2 separate regions of the Mus musculus genome follow, and region 1 is linked to region 2. Evidence: chromatin contacts called from public HiCAR-type data. All regions are on one chromosome and are shown on one strand. The core of a region is the stretch at or near the end of the contact, and the rest is flanking DNA. Distances in the headings are between cores, read along the strand shown. Region 1 has its middle 110 kb from the start of Gm46517. Region 2 holds the start of Cdh6 (cadherin 6).

Region 1 (6,341 bases), core at 2,276-4,775, 220 kb before region 2:
TTAGTGTCACAGTCTGTCTGTCTCACTCTCTCAAGCTTCCCTGTGCCTAACACAAACTCATTAATGAGACTTGGGGACCAAGTTGATAAATGATAATGAGAAAGGTACTGAAGAACATGACTGGAAAATTTATAAATGCAGGAACAGTCATGTAACGACACATGAAATGTTTAAACACAGACACTTTATGCAGGAAGATTTATACTTGTGTGTGTGTGTGTGTGTGTGTGTGTGTGTGTGTGTGTGTGTGTCTGTGTGTGTGTGTGTATGAAAGTACATATATGTAAGATGTATATTTGTAATATGTATATGTAAGATGTATATTCTCTGGTTATGTTTGTGTGTATGTCTGTTTTTTAAAAATATATAAGTGTTAAAGGCAACAGAGACTGAAACGTCTCGCTGCAGGTTTGAAGGAAACCTTCAGTAACATACATTTTTAAAAGTAATGAATGGCCAATGTTGTGTACTAAGAAACACTTGTTGGCTGCTAAGATAAATGAACAATTTAGATCATACATATTCATAAGGTTTTGGAATTTTTCCAATAAATGCTACATGTATAAAAAGAATGGGCCTGCATTAAGTATACTGTGGTAATGCCACATCCCAGCTCCCCTGAATGTGCAACTCTTAAGAGATCATCTTCTAAGCCATGATGATTAGATAAGCTCTCATGCACTGATTTCACATAATTAAATTTTAAAGTAAATTTAATGAAATGCTCAAGAATTTCAGATAATAGCCTTTATTGCTGCAAACAAGGTGGCAAAAAGAAGGCTCTTCATTTGTCTTCCTTTTCTTTCATACAGCCAGATTTAATGTATATTTAAAATGAGTGTTTGTGTGTGTGTGTGTGTGTGTATGTGTGTGTGTCTTTTTTAAATAAAATAAAATGAGAAAGCTAGCAAGCAAAAAGTCAGGGGAGAGGAATGAAAAAAAGGAGGGGAGAGAGGGAGTCCCGTGAAAACTAAAATATGCCAACTTTCTCAAACAGCACTGAGCTCCTGCTAGCTCTGTGGTCTCGGGTGAACCTACAGCTTATTTCATAGCTTTACACAAAACCATCTCAAGCTGCCCTCCTGGTTTTTCTTTTCCTTTCCTTCTAGAGGGGAAAGCAGTGCAGTTGGAACCCTAGTTGAACTTTTTTGAGATGGGGTGGGCTTGTTCTAATATGTGAATCCAGAGCCTTGTATATGCTTGCCAAGTGCTCTCCCCCCAGCCACACCCAGTCCCTTGAAGTACAGTTTTTAAGTGGTTATTAGAATGTCATTCTTTGCCTGATCACAAATAAGAAGATTTTTATTCCTGCCTGTGAACAGAATTATTTGATGATTTTCAAGACAGTCATGAGTTAAGGGATGCTTCTCCTGGAGTTACAGACCTGAGTTACGGGATGCTTCTCTGGAGTTGGTGTGATGTAGTGGCTACCTACTCTTGGCTGATGAACAACTGACAAAGTGGTGGCAAAAAGCACCTTCTCTGCCCCTTCTAATGTTCTAGGACAACTGCCAGCTCTCAATATGTAGCATGTCACTCCAAACGCTGCCTCTGTGAGCACATGGCAGTCTCCCCTGAATCCCCGTGTCTTCAGATGTTACACTTAAATGTTTCTTCCTCTTGGAAGGATACCAGTCATATTGGATTAGAGCCCATGTTTAGGACCATGATCTTAACTTGATTGCTTAACTAATACATAACAAAATGAACTAACTTGAAATGATTGCAATATGAATAATTGAGCCTTGGTTCTGAGAGAAAGAGAGAGAGGGGAGAATTCAACATCTCCCCTCAAATAGAGATACTTTTCAGTGAGGAAACTTTGAAAGCACCATTTAAACAATCAGTGGATATTAATATTGCTAGTGATAAGTCCATGCTGATAGAAGCTGATAACATGAAACTTCTAGAAATGCATGCTGACAAGACTCTTCACATCCTCTGAGAATCCCACAGTCCTAAGCTAATCATGAAAAACCTCTTATTCATTGAAGTGGGGTTCATTCTACAAAACACCTGATCACTATTCTTCCAAACTAGACTTGTTATGAAAAACAAGGAAAACGTAAGAATTGACCTCAGATTAGGGGAGACAGGAAGAGTAGGAACGATATGGAAGCAGACAGAGTTGGATGCCAGGGTTCAGCTCAGCTCACCTTCTGTTTACTCAGTAGGGAGTAGGAGCCCCTGCCAATGGGACTATGTACCCACATTCAGGTTGGGTCATCCTGCCTCAGTTGAACCTCTTTGGAAACCTGCAGGGTCCTCATAGAAGCCCTCGTATGTGTGTCTACTATGTGAGTTCAAATCCCATCAAGTTGACAACAAAAGTTAACCTCTGTAAAGCCTTTTCCTCTGTCACTTATTTTTCCCCAACAATAAGAAAGGTAGCTAATGCATAATGGAAACTCTGTAATTCATCAATATTACTGATGTCACATGCACTGAAAACAGGCTGTCTAGTATTACAAAAATACTGAAAACGTGGATCTCGAATAATATTCAAAATGTAGGATGTTAAAACTAAAAATCTACATATAAAGAATTTTAGTGGATCTAAATTAAGATAGAGAGGTGGGGGAACTGGGATGGAGACATGACATCCATTTATCTAAATTCATCTTAGAGATGTTATTATCAAGGATAAACTCCCTGCACAAACTGCCCTCTCTCTCCAGATGTCCTGAGCTGCTTGCATGTTCTTCCAACTCTACATTTCAGGCCCTTCCATTGGCACAGAGCAGGAAGCACTCCCATCTTGGCCAGTTGAACTGAAACTATGATGAGACCTTGATAAAACACTAAGCACCAATTTTAGAGATAACTTATTATCATTTCACACTATTTTTCCTGTATCATAGTCCCTTTGTCCCTTGAGCTGTTTTTTTTTTAATATAAAGCATTCAATGCTTTATAGATAATGTGTATCTATACGCTCCAAGAATAGGTAAGCTATCTCCAACCACCAAATAAAATGGTAACCTTTTTAAATATGCTTTATCTCCACTCCTTACATAATTTGTTTTAGCAAATCACACTTAGCCAACTTAAAACTTTCTACCTCGTGGGATTGCTCCATCAATGAATGGTTAACTTCACTAATTTCAATTCACCCTCAAACGAATATGCAATGAAGTATTTGCAGTGAAAATTTACAGGCATGTTTAGCTGGGGAATTACATTCAAAATCTGCACAAGGCCGTTGCACTTACAACCTTGAAGAGGAAATGAAAAGGGGGAAGTGAAAGGAGAGTAAGGGAGGCTTTTAAAGAATCTAGTGGGTCATGGATGTGCTGACCTTCCTGGAATGACATAGTGTTTGCGTGAAAGGGGGATATGAACAGTGGGTAATTTGCAAATGAATGCATCTGCAAGTGAATGAATGCTTCCAACACAATGACAGCATTGTGTCCAGGATTAAACCATATTGCTCATGGCAGCAACTTCCACAGAATGTGTTTCTCCACCATCTGCGACAGTTCTACTCCACTACCAGAAACAAGGCTCTGGAAAAAAAGGCAGAGCACTAAGACTACCCCACAAAGGCAAAGGCGCTGTGTGAGCAGCTATTATGCTCGCACGGTGCTTCCTTAATACTCCCCTTTAATGAAAACCAGGAGACTCACATCAGAAACAGCACTTAAAATTCAGCTTGGAGAGGCCTCTACTGAGAAGCTTTGCCCCCTAATCTTTTCCTCTTTCTTGTGTAATAATGTCTCTGGGCTAAGAGAGAGTCCAATTCTCACAACCAGGACTGAAAGGGAGGATTACTTTTAAGAGGTAAATGGATAACTTCATTATTTAGATTTTTGCTATGGCTATTTATAGCATGATGTGGCAATGGCATCTTGGTATTTCTACATTTCACCCTAAAATATACTTTCTCGACTCCGCAAAATTACTCCTTCCGAATAACTTCCTTACGTGCAACCAATTTAATTCCATTTTCACATTTTTTTTAAAAAATTGTATTTTTATACATGTATTCAACTTGACATTTAGCCCAAACTTACACTAATGAAGCCAACTAAATTACCTTACGACTGAATCTCCATCCAACTGCTTTTATCAAGCAGGTCCAGACAAACTAGACTGGCAAATGGTGGGTGCACCACCAGTTGGCACTGCCTCTCTTTTCAGAACACTTCACATCATTTTGCCACAGAAGGGTAGATTTAACCTTGACAGTCTCCTGGGCATCAAATGTTGAATTTATAACCCGAGCCCTGCAGGTAAATCTTTGATGACATCCTTGTGTTTCTGTAACAAGAGCCCTAGCATCTGGAACACATACTTCCTCCTTTGAAATGTATGTTCAAAAGAATAAATAATACATTGAAAATTAAAGAAAGTACACAAGCAAGCATGTTGTCCGTGCTTTGATGAAACTCCTCCAGGAGTTCTAAGTCAGCACACAGCAGAGATTCCTGCATGCCCATGTATTTTTTTTTTCAGCATCGCTCACAGCAACCAAGTTGAAGAATCAGCCTAGATGTCCATCAAGAGGGTGAACAGATTTTTATAATGTCATGTATGTACACAAATGATGTATATTCCTCCATAAAGAAAAATGAAACGTCTTTTGCAGCAAAATAGACAGAATCAGGGATTACCATGTTAAGTGAAATAAGCAAGACTCGGAGAGACAGATATCCTATGTTTCTCTCATACTGATAATGTAATTTAAACACAAACGACATGAAAGCATGAGTGATACTGCTTGGGGAGACAGAACAAAAAAGTACAGCAAACAGGATGAATATAATCAAATTGCATTACACACATGTTTCGATATCATAATAGAAACCTCTTATTTTGTACAATTAATATACTCAAGCAACCATAAGCCCATTAGGGCTCTGGGAAACAGGCCTAACCAATCTATCAACTCGTGAGGCCACCTGGGCACTGTGTCACAAAACTGTACCACCAAGCACAAAAGAGGCAGAGGCAGGAGCATGCTCTGAAGTTCCAGGCCAACCTGATAAGCATGACAAATTCTACAGCAGTGAAGTCTACCATAGCAAGAGTCTCAAAAACAAACAAACAAAAAAAAACAAAAACAAAAACAAAAAAAACAAAAACAAAGGAAATGTTTTAATTATTGTTTTGAAGAAGGCTCTTGAACTGAACCCCAGCCCATCCGATAAAAAAACCACCGAGTCGGCAGAGCTCCAAGTCACCACACAGAAAAACAATTGCTCAACCTTCTGAGAAACAGGAATGAGAACTAAACAAACATTCCAAAACCACTCAACAGACTGTGAAGTTTCTCTGTGTTAATCCTTAAGCTTTAGATTCCTTTAATTCTTAGGGAAAAGCAGCCTGGGGCTGGGGGCAATCTGTTACTTCTTATTTTGTTTTCCTTGTTCTATCTATCTTCCATGAAAAGTAACTTTGAACTAGCCGATTTATTTTTTATCCATTGTTTATGCTTTCCTCAGCAAATTTCTGACTATAAACTCAGCCTCTTCAGCTCAGCTCACTAAAGCTCTGTCTTTATAGCATGGAATAAAGTGAATTCGTGTTCGAGAGTCAGACGGAAAAACCCATTAAGAACCAGAAATCAAATTTATTGTAACGTACTTCGAACCAAAACTAACCAGAAGAGAAAGGGAAGGATACTACATACTCACCAAAGGAAAAACCCTACAAGAGGGCACTGCAATTCTTAACATCTATGCACCAAACACAAGAGCACCCAGACTCATAAAAGAACCATTGCTACAGCTTACATCATGCATTTACCCTCACACATTGATACTGGGGGACTTTGATATCCCCATTCTTGCCAATAGACAGGTCATACAGACAAAAACTAAACAGAAATACAGGGATTAATTAATATCATAAACAAAAAGTACTCTAAAAGATATTTAGAGAACATTTCACCGAAATGTAAAATATCATATACCTTCTTCTCAGCACCTCATGCAACTGTCTTCAACACTGACCGCATACTCTGATGCAAATCAGTCCCAACAGATAGAAGAAAATTAAAATGACATCCTGCATCCTATCTTACCACCAGAGATCAAGTCAACAAGAGAAACAACAGAACGTTTACATCCTCATGAAAGGTGAGCAATCACTGCTGAATGAAAGACGGGTCAAGACAGAACTAATAATAAATTCCTAGAATTGAATAGAAATGAAAGCACAGCATACCCAAACATATGGAGGGGAATGAAGGCCATTCAAAGAGTTCACGACACCAAGAGGCTACGTTAAAGAAAGATGGAGAGATCTCATATTAGTAATATACCAGCACACCTAAAGGATCTAGAATAAAAAAAAAAAAACCATATATATCAAACCCAAAGAGATGGCAAGATATAATC
Region 2 (6,458 bases), core at 354-2,853:
TCCTCTGTCCTTTCTGCCAAAAAAAAAAATCATATTAGCAGAAGAATCCCATCAAATGGTCTATAAGAATACTTTGTGAGCTGTAAAGGACTGTACAGACATACCAAGGTAATCTTTCAAATTAAGAAGTCTACAACCTGAGGAATGAATGAATGTGAACCAGCTGTCCTCTCCCCCATCCCTCCTCCACTGCAGTTCAAATACCCACATGAAGAGACCATGTTCAGCCTCCTTTCTGCAAACTGCAGGCATCTATCTCCTCATCCCAAGGATGGCTTTTCAAATCTTGCCAGCATCCATGTGCAGAACATCTGGACTAAGACCGTTCCACATACAATTCTTTGAAGCACCGGCTGCCTGGAAGAAATACTTTGATTTGGGCTTCATTAAAATGCCTCAACTTCTATTAGGGACACAAAAGATTTTTTTTTCTAGTAAGAGCTCTCTTGGGAAGAAGACCGACCTCTAGCTAGTTAGATCACTCAGAAGCCAAGTGGCTGGAATGTCACTAAAGCACCATGCAATGGAAATCTTGCTGCGAGCTTGTAACATGCAGAAACAGCTGGCTTGGGTCTGTGGCTGACCCGGGGTGAAACCATTGTGGTAATTAGATTTAATTTTCTTAATCCAATAGTGCTTGACTGCAACGTGTCTGCATCTCCTAGGCAGAAAAGGCATGATTCTCCTTTAACAATGCTTTGACGTGTTTAAGACTTCTGCAGCTTAGTCCCTTCAGAGAAGTCACTTCTTCTCGAGTATAAGGACACCCATCCAGACAGCTATGTGTATCAAGGAGTTTCACATAGACGTTATCTTGCTTCAGTAACTTCCCAGAAAGATCTCAACACAACAAATACGTCTTAAATATCAATATATATCCTATTCTGCTAGTTCAGTGTGCCCTGCTATCTGCTCATTTAGAAAGATGGATCAGCCACGAAGACATTGATGAGCCCGGGGCGTTTGGATTTGAACCGCTTCTACACTCTCGGGGGCATATGACTTCATGCTACAGCTCTCTGGGGTTACCCACTCTGCAACAGCGCCAGAGCTCCAGAAGCTACAAGGGGGGAAAAAGTGTTCTTGAGATGAGAGAAGCAAAGACTGACATTCATGAATCTGTCTGCTCGCGTCTGTTTATGTTATACAGAACAGCCGTCGGTATTGTTACCTCAGAAGACCGGGGTTATTTTATTCGAGTGCAGGTCGTGCGTACTGTCTCCCCCCCAAACTGGCTCACAGCGCCACGCCGTACCATGTCGTGTCCCCGGGAATCTTAATTGCCTGGGCTATTAGAAAAGAACATCCGACCGCTGCTGGTAATTGAACACGGTGCATTTTGATAGCTTAAAAAGAAAGATCAGATAGAGTCACACAAGTTCTCAGTATGTCTTAAGCCGTCCCCCCTAAAAAATATATAAGAAAAAAGAGGAAGGGAAAGCCTGGGGCAGCGGGAGTGTTCCAGAGAGCGAACTGCTCCGGACTTCAAACACTGGGAGTCATTCTGTCAAGGGGAGGGGGCGGGCGGGGGCAGGCACTGGGCCTCTGTAACAAAGTCCTCCTCTCTTTGCTCCCTCCCACTTCATTCACTTGCAAATCAGTGTGTGCCCACAAGAGCCAGCTCTCTGGAGCCGTAACCTTCCCATCCCGAGAGCTGCAGTTCCAGCCACAGCAGCAAGAAGCACAGAGCAGAAGACCGTGGTGGAGGCAGGAGCATCCTGGGCGAGTGGCAGGGTGTCCCCAGGAGCCGGAAGGCAAACCGAGGTGGGTTCGGTCTCTGTTGCCAATGCGGGAGCTTGTGCGTGCGTTTCTTTTCTCCCTTGCCTTCTCTTTCTTCTTTATACATAGCTATTATTTTAATTCCGTAGCGTTGATGGAAGCCAATCAGAGAAAGAGAGCGGTCCTCTGCGCCGGGTGTTGCGGTGCACGGAGTTGGGAGGGATGCTCAGCTGGGAGCTGGGGTGCGGGCGGGCTTGCGCGCGAGTCCGGTTGCATTGGTGGCGCTGCTGCCTCTGCCCAGGACCGGCGCCGCTTCCCGGGGAGCCTGGGCGCCGCTCCTCCGCCGCCTGGTAAGACCGAGACGCCTAGGGTTCTGCGGGGGGTGGCAGGGAACAGTGTGGAGGAGAGAAAGCTGCTGCCGAGGTCCACTCCGCGGGGCTGGCGGAGGCGGCTAGTGGAGCCCTAGCTTTGCAAAGTTGGCTGGTCAATTACCAAGGGCGCTAGTGAGTGCCGGAGCGGTGGAGCCGTTTGGGGCTTGATTGATTTCCACCTACCCAACAATACAAGGGTCTGTGTGGTGACTGCTTGGCCTGAGTTATGGGATTTTTTTTTTTTTTTATGGCTTTGAGAGTAACGCAGAAATTAATTCAGGTAGTCGGGAAACTCTGGAATGTTCCCAATAAGGCAAACTTACAGAGATGGTTTGGCCGAGAGAACGAGCTTAAAGAAAACTGTTAGCTCGCATGTTCCTAGCAATGCCTTCAGGCTTTCATAGAGCAGAAATGCTTAGGTTGCAAGGCAAGTCCGACACTGGACTTCGAAAATGGAGCACACTGTCCAGGGAAAAGTCATGTGGAAGACGCCGCTCGCTGGTGCTCTTCCAAGGCTACACACACACACACACACACACACACACACACACACACATCTGAGGGAGAATGCCTTCCTTAGACTGGAGAGCAGGAGGTCTGGTGCGTCTGATGTGAGGTGTCAGATGCAAGAGTGAAGTCCCCAAGGCGTTCATGTGGAATTTAATGAAGGCGGGTCGTTGCGGAGTCCTATAATGCCGCAGAGCTGGGGTCACTTCCTCCTCCGTAGTTATTCGCCTGCCAAGAGTTACGGTCCATCTCGAGATGGGAGATGCTGGCGAGGTCAATGTGGTACTGAGAAATGTTGTCGCTGCTGCAATAAAATCCATATTTTATGGGAAGTTACGTGAGGGTCTTTGTATGCAAGGGGCTGGTTGCCTAACTTAACTACTACCGAGAACATTCAAGAACCAAGAAGTTTAATCACGTGGAACATTCACACATTTCTCTCTCCCACTCATTTTTTTCCTATGAAGACACTTTTTTTTTTTTATGATAGTCACTGCAAGCTCTATCGGTCTGTGTCTCTTCACTTTCACTTACTGAAGTCACACAGTGCGAACCAGAAAAGCTATTTCCTTTAACAGTGTGTCTGGGGCGTACTTCTGTGTTGGGGGGGGCGGGGGGGGGAGAATGCTAATTGTGAGCTTTTGCGGTGGTTAATTATCAGGGGCGGGTGTGTGTGTGCAAACTCCTCCCTGTGATTCTAAGGGAGCCAGAGATGTGGCCAGTTAATGCACAACTCCTCGGGAGAATGAGTAACTGCCATGTGAATGCGGGCCAAAGCTGGCTTTTTTCTTTCTGTTCTTGCTGATAGTTTTACCTGAAAAGGGAAAATCCTCGGGATTCTTTCTGCTTTGGGGGGAAGGGGGGGAGCGAGGAGAAGATAACAAACTCTCCTCCCAATTTAGCTTGAGCACAGTCCTTTGTGTAGGAGCACTTGCCTGACTCTGTGTTTGGTGTTCTGGAGAATCTGAAAACCAGTTGTGACCAGAAAGGGAATATGCTAAAGCAGATAGCTTCATGACGTCATGGAGAGGGCAAAGGGTACACCAGAGGCCATATTCTTGATGCAGAGCTCAGAAACTTAAAAGAAATCCAACGGAGAACAACTGTGTCTCACCCTCTCCCTTTTCTCTTGCTGGTATTCTAATTAACAAAGTGATATAAAAGGTAGAGAGCCCTTCTTACCCGGTTTTATGGTTTGTGCCTTACTTTGGAAGCAGAGGAAGTGATCAGGTTCTTCAGAGAGATACAAGGTAACAGTACATTGCTGAGAGAAAAATGCAGCCCAATGATGTGACTACACTATATTTGTCCACAATTTGCTGCCATTAGGAGGAAGTGGCAGGCTGGTGTCTCCAGGGGGACTTCCAGTCTTTCTACTAGTTGGCTTTTACGCCAATTTATTGCAATTATGTTTCTCAGCGCTAACTCTGCAAAGATGATATATGGAACAGGAGCATTTTCTATCAGGTTGTCTTCTATCAAAAAAAAAAAAAACCCTACCCCTGTGTCTGACGCCCTCCACCCACCACTTCTACCAGCCTCGAAAGGAAGAGCTTGCTGTAGGTGTCCTCTTCTCTCAGGAACAAGACTGCAGAGTGCAGAGTGCCTGAGACACTTGCCAACAGCTGACATTTCTAGAAAGCACATTGAGAGGGATCACAGGCCCCTTCTTTGCTGCAGCAACAAGTTAGAACAGTGACTTCTGAATGTCTAATTAGTGGTAATTGGGTGAGTGCCCCATCCCAGGATCAAAACAGAGATAAACTGTGGCGAGCACCCACCTCCCTGGGAAGTCTTGTGTGGGCTTTCTTTCTGGTTCTACCTGCTTTGTATTTGCAGATGACAATGTATTATTAAGATGACATCTTTCCAGCTGCCTCAACTTTCTTGTTTAGTGTGGAGGGACCACTCCATACCTCCAACATGTAGTTCAATGGCAACACAGATTTTGCTATAATTAGAGCCTGACTGATTTTTCTTCATAGACAAGTTAGCACTATCCTAGCAGAGCCTTAATATGTGTATCAGATCAAAGCCATTGCCTGCCACTTCTATAGTTCCTCTCATTTAAGGGACTTCCGAGGTATTTTCATAATTTTCTAAGTATGTAGACTATTGGTTATTTTAAAAGTCTACATACAGTTCCAAATCAAAGCAATGGCCAATTAATCGTGAATCTCCCACTATCAAAATTATACAACACTTTCCTATCTATTTCCCTAGAACCTTGCCAAGGCTCTACTTCCTAAATAACATTTTACTAACTAATAAGAATGAGCTTATAGTTATGACTCCAACCACTAAAGATTTCTTACCACCAAAGAAATGTTTGGAGAAAAGAAATACCAATAACTCTTTTTAAGTATCCTTAAACGTGCAGACCTTCTGCTGAAATAGAGGAGTCTAACAGTAAGACGTTCCCATTCAAATAAGTGTAAGTTTCAAAGCATTTAAGATGCACATGTGCCCTTATCTTGATCATTATGTTTCGTAATTTTTCTCTATGGTACATACCAATATTTTTGGGTGACCTTTTCTGAAAAAAAATATGTTACATTTTTTTCTTTTATTTGTGTCTATGTGTGTATGTGTGTAAATGTGTATTGTATGTGTCCATGCATGTATCTATGTGTGTGCGCGTGTGTGTTATATGTGTTATGTGTGTGTGTCCATGCATGTATCTATGTGTGTGCGCGTGTGTGTGTATTGTACGTGTCCATGCATGTATCTATGTGTGTGCGTGTGTGTGTTGTATGTGTTATGTGTGTGTATACAGGTGTGCACACCTGAGCATATGCCATGGCACCTGTGTGGAGCTCAGATCGCTTGTAGGAGTAGGTTCGCCTCTTCCGCCATGTGCCTTTTAGAGATCAAACACAAGTCCTTAGACTTGGCAGCAAGCACCTTTACCAACTGAGCCCTCCCACCGGCCCTAGATAACCCCCATCTTTAAAAGCTCCTCCTGGAACTTGAGCAAGATAAGTTCCAGAAGGTGAATCAGCCTTTTCTGCCGCCAATCTTCGGCTTGCAACTTCCAATTTAAAAATCTGCTCCAAAGTTTGAAATGTGTTGCAAATGAGATAACACCCTGCCGGAGCCAGTGCCCTTGTCCTTGCTTAGTCAGCTCGGCCATTCATTGGGGGTCCATCAGAATTAGGGTCTCATTTGTGAAAGTCACAAGCAAAGACTCAGTCGGAATTGCATTTTTCATCCTGTCTGAGCCTAACCAGTGTCTACTAAGCCTACCTCATTGCTTCACAGAAAGGTGAGAATGTAGAAAATCAAACGTTCCGTGGCTTCACTACACTGAATAATGTTCCTTTAATACAAAGTCTCAAGAATATTATGGAAATAGGAGAACTGTAGACAAAAAAAAAATTTAAACATGTGTGCACATAGGAGAGAGAGAGAACACATTCATTTGTGAAAATGTTCTACACACAAAGGAAGAATTCTAGAAATCCAGAGATATTGAGTTGATCTTGTTTTATTTTATCCTCATATTCCCACTGCGATTTCCATCTTAATTTTAAGATAAATGAGAGATTTTGGCACATTCTTTGGTATAAACAGTAATGGTTTGACCTAGTGCTTATAAAAAATTCATTTGCCTGTAGTTTTCTTTAAATTCCTCTCTAGGGCAAAGGCTCTGATTTTCAAAGCAGTCCTTTGAGAAACCTTGGATTTCCCCTCACTAACTGACTATAGCCTTTAGGATACCATCAACCACAAGGCAGGAGCAAGGGGAACCTGGGAGAAAGTGCACACAATCTTTACCAAGCGTCATCCCGTCCCTAGGCGGGAAACAGTCACATGGCTTAAGCCAAAACAGTTTGGCCCAAGGGAAGCAACTGCAGCCAG

What was found. HiCAR-type assays count read pairs that join an accessible place to other places.
Region 1: a HiCAR-type map of astrocytes shows a contact between it and region 2, with 2.8 times the contacts expected there. The contact joins the enhancer-like site here to the promoter of Cdh6 in region 2. A contact is called at or near these places in 5 of 39 promoter capture datasets (the 3T3-L1 cell line, embryonic stem cells, frontonasal cranial neural crest and 2 more), 3 of 484 Hi-C or Micro-C datasets (cortical neurons, neural progenitor cells and uterus), 3 of 115 datasets of contacts at active chromatin or transcription factors (astrocytes, embryonic stem cells and extraembryonic endoderm stem cells) and 1 of 9 other capture datasets (embryonic tail).

What each region holds. Positions count from the first base shown.
Region 1 is chr15:13,390,410-13,396,750 of GRCm38.p6, reverse strand. No RefSeq gene overlaps it. Among named protein-coding and RNA genes, the nearest start is that of Gm46517, 110 kb to the right of the region's middle. RefSeq lists an enhancer at 1,115-4,857. Within about 2 kb of position 3,525, at least 49 of the 459 cell types and tissues checked have an H3K27ac peak or open chromatin away from gene starts, as enhancers often do. A contact at or near this core is called in astrocytes, neural progenitor cells and neural stem cells, where this site is marked.
Region 2 is chr15:13,168,820-13,175,277 of GRCm38.p6, reverse strand. Cdh6 (cadherin 6) reads left to right here and starts at 1,603. Exons shown (of 12, transcript NM_007666.4): 1 at 1,603-1,764. Gm46513 (a long non-coding RNA gene) reads right to left here. Exons shown (of 3, transcript XR_003951639.1): 3 at 4,174-6,458.